Regions from separate parts of the Gossypium hirsutum genome. Here region 2 is linked to region 1. A link is a contact called in public Hi-C data. All regions are on one chromosome and are shown on one strand. Each heading gives the region's core, a stretch centred on a gene start, on an enhancer-like site or on the middle of the called end of the contact. The rest is flanking DNA. Distances are from core to core; before and after follow the strand shown.

What was found. A called contact is a pair of places that touch in the nucleus more often than the background predicts.
Region 2: a Hi-C map of leaf shows a contact between it and region 1, with 2.6 times the contacts expected there. The contact joins the promoter of LOC107938650 here to the promoter of LOC107933235 in region 1. A contact is called at or near these places in 4 of 34 Hi-C or Micro-C datasets (all in leaf).

The regions. Positions count from the first base shown.
Region 1 is chrA02:7,856,679-7,859,670 of Gossypium_hirsutum_v2.1, forward strand. It overlaps LOC107933235 (COBRA-like protein 7), which reads right to left and starts at 1,466. Exons shown (of 2, transcript XM_016865391.2): 1 at 654-1,466; 2 at 1-145. The coding sequence starts at 1,197.
Region 2 is chrA02:8,080,963-8,084,115 of Gossypium_hirsutum_v2.1, forward strand. LOC107938650 (60S ribosomal protein L29-2) reads left to right here and starts at 1,321. Exons shown (of 3, transcript XM_016871872.1): 1 at 1,321-1,456; 2 at 1,549-1,667; 3 at 1,770-2,049. The coding sequence starts at 1,566. The coding sequence ends at 1,853.

The DNA of each region.
Region 1 (2,992 bases), core at 216-2,715:
GCCCAATAGTTCGAGTCGTACGTTCTCGTCACATCATACATAATTGTAAGATCACCACTTTGCCGAGGTAGGAACTCATCCTCTACCGTAACATTCGTCTTGAATTTCGGGTCTTTGGTGCAACAAACTTGCATCTCACTTTTACCTGGAAAACAGCAAATGGAAATCATATTCATACAATCTAAAGCATTCCTCAACATCACCATTATAATTGAATTCAGATCGAAGCCATAGAGGTGAACTAGAATCAAGATCAAAGAGTGTCCATCCCTATCCAACCAAGGAAGAAAATGATAACTAAAAAAAAAACAGCATAAGGAGACAAACCCAGTAATAAAATCTTTAACAACAGAAGAATTTCATTACAGCAACAGAAAACTCCTAGTAGCAGAGATTATAAACAAATGATTTACTTCAACCAAATCATAATTTTGATCTTTCAAAACAGCTTGAAATGAAACATTTCCCACTCTCTATTATATGATCATCTTTTGATCTAACCCAGACATAGAAACTTGACCAAATCCACTAAAAAACCATACAGGAATAAAAAATTTCCACTGTCCACTAATCTACTCAAATATTATATCTCATTCAAACAACAAGGAAAAATCAAGCATATACATATAAACTTTACCCAAGTGTTTTTTTACCTTGCAAAGAAGGCTTAGGACAAAGGAAGCCATCATTAGCAAGATGAATAGTTTCAGGCAAGGGAACACTAGGAGCCGCCACTCCAAACTGAGTCCCAAGAAGCTTAACTTGAACTTGAATCTGATTCAAATCTCCGGCAGTCTCAATCGCTGTTTTCAGATCAGTCATGGGGTACCCAGCAAAAACGGTACCGTTCCCAACATTGGCAGGCAAGCTCGTCCCATCAGCCAAAACCGCATTCGACGCTGAAACTAAATACTCGTCGTTTTTAAACCCCACGAAAACCCTCCACGATTTAAGCTTCTCGTCGCCGTTATTCAGCACCGTTAAGACTGACTCGAATCTGTACGGCTGGTGCTTGGGATCCGTTGGTTTTAACTTGGTTCCGGAGGTGTAAGCGTAAGATAAGAAGATCCCATTGCAAGTATCGGCGGCGGGTGATGGGGCATCGGCGACGGTTTGAGAGAAAGAGAAGGGTAAGAGAGCGAAAAGGAGTGAGAGGTTGAAGATGAAGAACAGATCGTAGCTCTGGTTCAGAGCCATCGAAAGATATGAGATTCGGAAAGGGAAAGATCAAAACAACGAAAGCAAATGGAAAGTGTTTTTTGTTGTGGAAAAAGAAACGCGTTGGATTGGTGTTCGAACAAGACAGCTTAGCAAAGGCTGGAATTTTTTGAAAGCACGAGCTTTTTTTAAAAAATTATTTAAAAAGTAGACACGACAACGCTTTGCTCGGTTTTCAGATCGATTTTTCATATTGAATCTTATTTTTTTTCCTCAATTCAAAGAACAACATTCATTATTTCAAGCTGAATTCAAATTTCGAAAATTTTAATTTCAAATGTAAAGCATAATTATCTTGATTTGTGATTTATTTGATTGAATGTATTAATAATAGTGATGATAGTTATTATTATTGATCTATAATTTGATTGGGTCTGGGTCTAAGTCGAGTTCTACACTGTTCGCACTACTTTCTACTTTTGAAGGCCATGGACAAGACTTCAATTTACAAAAAAAACTATAAAAATAATTTTTTAAGTTATTCTCTTCTCCTCTCCTCAAGAGTATAAACCCTAACTCATTAATAGCTCTATGTGGCCAAGCGAATTGTGCAGGTAATAGTCCCACGGTGTCCGCACCACCATCAGCATCAGCTTACCTCTATCCATTGGGTCTTGGATTTAAGAAGCAGTGCTTAAACACATTCATCACAATTAGCACTTCCTCCAAATCTAGTACACTACCTTTGTGAAGTCTATAATATTCCCCAACCTACTTCTGTTATAATTCCTTGCTTCTTCAAACATATACTCTTACCAAGTATTGACCACTCGGTTGGAAAGTCAAAGCCACTATTAAGCTTGTACTTAACCCTTATGTACTTGCAGTGATTTAGATGAAGATTCGAAGACCAGTTGGTAATGATGGATTCCACATCTTCGCAAGGAGAGAAATAGAATAAACCCATCGAACCCTCTCGATTGCAGACATTCAACTGATACAAATTCTGAAAAACAACGATCAGTGGCACTTCTTTGCATCGGCTGCATTCGAAGAAGTATACCATTGCAACCCACCATGAAAAACCAAATAACTGCCCCAGTTATCTTGTACTCGTCGAAAATGTGGCATAAAAAAAAGGGTTGAGTGGTAAATGGAAACCTACCTCTATCACGTGCAATGGAAGTAAAAACTATCGCCGTTGGTGTCACTCAACTGATTTAATCCTTCAGGGATTGATAAGTCATAAGCGAAGTTTGGCATTTGAATTCCCCAAGCAGCCAAAATGTGATTCATTTATTCCACTTTCGTAATGCAAACGTAGGCCTTAACGTCCACAGGAGTACTCGCTTCACAGCGTCGCAGGGGGATGTTTTGAATAACACAACCACTTCCTCTAGTCCTAGCCATGGTGTTCTAATAAAACTAGAAAAAATCGAAAGAATGATGGAAAAATTAGGGAGATTACCTCTGAAACTGTCCTTCTCAACAATTGTTTCTTTTCCAAAATCTCGAATTCAAACAATGTAATTTTTAGGGCTCAAGTAAACTCCTTTTAAAAGGTTTTTTTTTTGCACTTTAACAATTCGTATATCTGAGAACAAAGACATAATTAGTTGCGTACAGCTATACCCCCTATTGACACATAACGAAGTGTATGTTGCAGATTAAGTTATAAAGCGTATTCAGTAAGCTTCTCCTTATATATTACTTCTCGTCTCATAGAACCAGGTTCCAAGAAGAGTCACTTTATAGCTCTTCTTCGAACTAGGTGGGGGACATGTTGTTATGATACTCATTATTACCGACCTATAACCTGATTGAGTACGGGTCA
Region 2 (3,153 bases), core at 71-2,570, 220 kb after region 1:
CCTCCAATTTAACTGGGAATTTTCTTAGTATAATTGTTGGCATAATAATTATCTAAATATTTCTGATAATATTGTTATTAATATTATCGTCGCTTCCGCAACAGTTAGTAGATCCTATTCGAATCGTTCTTTTTCTATTCATATCAGCATTTCGTATAGAGGTTATTATGTCAGCAATAGTGTCCTTACCCATGGTAAACCAAAATTTTTGTTGCTCTTGAATTTTGATATAACCAAGGGGGAGGTCATAAGCGTCTATACTGTAAAAAGGTTTTTCGATGAAATGAGAAATACATATATGGTAGAATTGTAACCATAGAATATGACCCTAATCAAAATGCATAAATTTGTCTTATACACTATGAGGATGGTGAGAAGAGATATATTTTACATCGCAGAGCGGCTATAATTGGAGATACCATTGTTTATAGTACAAAAGTTCAGATAAAAATGGGAAATGCCCTACCTTTGAGTGCAAATCTCTGCACCCCTACCTTCTTTATCACTGAGCGGTCATTCAGGGGCTTTAGCTGGTGATCCGGGCTGTTTTCCTCTCGACGATGAAGCTTATCCCCCATCGTCTCACTGGCTGACCTCGACCCTTGTTATTTTGAGGTCATATCTAGTATTTAAAGTTTGCCTTGATTTGGTACCGCTTTCACGGCTTGCACCGAAACAATGCTTTACCCCTAGATGTCCAGTCAACTACTGCGCCTCAACACATTTCGGGGGGAACCAGGTAGCTTCGGGTTCGAGTGGCATTTCACCCCTAACCACAACTCATCCGCTTATTCTTCAACATTAGTCAGTTCGGACCTCCACTTAGTTTCCCTGGCTCCTCCTCTGACCATAGGATATGTATCAAAAATGATTGTTAGACACCGATGATTGAAAGAAAACAATGAATTTTAGTAACATTTCTAAACATCGAGTTTGTGTATGTAACATGTTTGACCAATAGAGTAACGGATTGCTTAAGCCGCATAGGTTTTAATAGTGATAACAATGTACGGTTTGAGATGGATTACTTTGACGAAATTCATGACTTTGTAATTGTGGACACTAATAAAATGCCCTTGCAACTTACAAGTAACAATCCTTAATTAAAAAAAGAAGAAGCACATATACCATATTCAAATATTTGTTATAGTTAAGGGATCATTTATGCCATTATCCCTAGTAGATTTATTTAAAAAATTATATTTTCCTTTTGAGCTTTATCTAAAAATATAATTTGGGCTTTGATAAAATTTAATGAAGCCCGCAATGAGGTCCAATAAATGAGTTTATCTGATTACCCGAAATGGGTAAAACCCGACCCATCTATCAATAAACAATTCGGGGGCATTCTCGTCTTTCAACTTCCAACATTAAGAAATTAGGGTTTCAAACCTTCCCAATATATAACAATATCCAAAAACCCTAGTGAGTGCCTCCGCATCTTGATATCTATCAGGTTAGCTTCTAAATCCATTTCTATTCAGTTGAAAATCGCTTCTTTTCTCTACAGGATCAATTTTACACAGCGGTTTTTTGGGTCTGATTCAGATTAGGGTTGAGCAGATATGGCCAAGTCAAAGAACCACACCGCTCACAATCAGTCTTACAAGGCTCACAAGAATGGCATCAAGAAACCCAAGAGTCAACGCCATACTTCCACCAAAGGGGTATCATTTTTATTTTCTTTTTCCGATCGAATTTTGAGTTAACTTAAGATTTTTATCTAACAAATGGTTTTGTTGTTGTTGTTGTTGTTTTTGTATGTGTAGATGGATCCAAAGTTCTTGAGGAACCAGAGGTATGCAAGGAAGCACAACAAGAAGAATGGAGAGTCTGCCGCTGAGGAAGAGTAAATTTAAATGGAAAAGAAAATTATCCTTTATTAAAGTTTTTCTAGTTAGGGCTGTTTTACTATCTTCTATGGAATTTAGTGTTAAATTTACGCTCCTTTAGTTTTTATATTGTTGTTTTATGGGATTGTTGATTATATTTGTTAGAAAAGATCTGAAGTTGTGAGCTTATTAATATCATGAACATGTTTTGAGCTTATTCGCTGTTCTTTTTCCTTGTTTCTTTCTCTTATTATTTTCATGTATTAAGTTCATTGATTTGGCCTGGAAAAGTTCATCCTTTTTAGCTATATAATGATGCATGAACATGGATGACGCTGAGTGGATTTTATAATTTGCTTTTCTTATCTGAAGTGATTTATGTTAGGTGTTATTAAGCATTATAGTCCAAGTAGACTTGGGGTTTTGCTTTTAGCTATTGGTCCAAGTAAATGAAATCTAGAAACTACGGTGCTTGGCTTTGGGTATGGGTATCAAACACAACTACGTGTTGTACAAGTTTTTTCAATTTTCTCCCATGTATTTGGAGGGTCATACTCTCGTAATGATGTCCTACCTAGTATACTTGTTGATTACTGGCATAGTACGGTTTTATTTTTTATGCAATTTTAGTTTTAGGCAAAGACCATGAATCATAACTTTCCCTTTTGACTTTTGAGGATAGTCTTCAATCCGGAATAGTTCTTTGTAAGAATTGTCATGGTTTATACATTACGTTCTAAAAGTGACCATAGATTATATTTTAGCACCATAAATTAGAATTGCGAACCTATTTTGCATTCAAGAATTTGCTCTTGATTCTGGCCACTTCTTAGGCAGAATTTTGTGTAGGGAGGATTGCTGTTTTAGGCATATGTTGTGGAATTTTCTAGGCAGACCGCAGAAAGATTTGAAAATGTTGGCATTTTCTGATTGTTGTATGAACCGGTTGATCTAACCTTTAGGTTTGGTCTTTTTTAGAAAAAAAAAAAAAGGTGGCCACAAAAGATGATGACAGGGAGAGTTATAAATGTTGGGATTTAAATTCTGAATCCCTTGAATGTTGCTTTTTACTAGTAGTTGTATGACTAGTTGGAATTGTATAAGATTTGATCGTCTATGGGAACTCTTGGCATTGGCTATTTTTGGTGTAATTTTAACTTTTTAAGTGCAAAACTGCTTGTGCTCCCTTTGGATCTCAGTCCACCCCCATTGTGAGGAGATCCTAAGAGTATTTTGCCTTGTTTTCTCCCAGTCAAATTTTTACAGGGGATTAAGATCTTCGGTTGAGGGAGGGATCCCCATTTTACTCACTTTTTTTCTA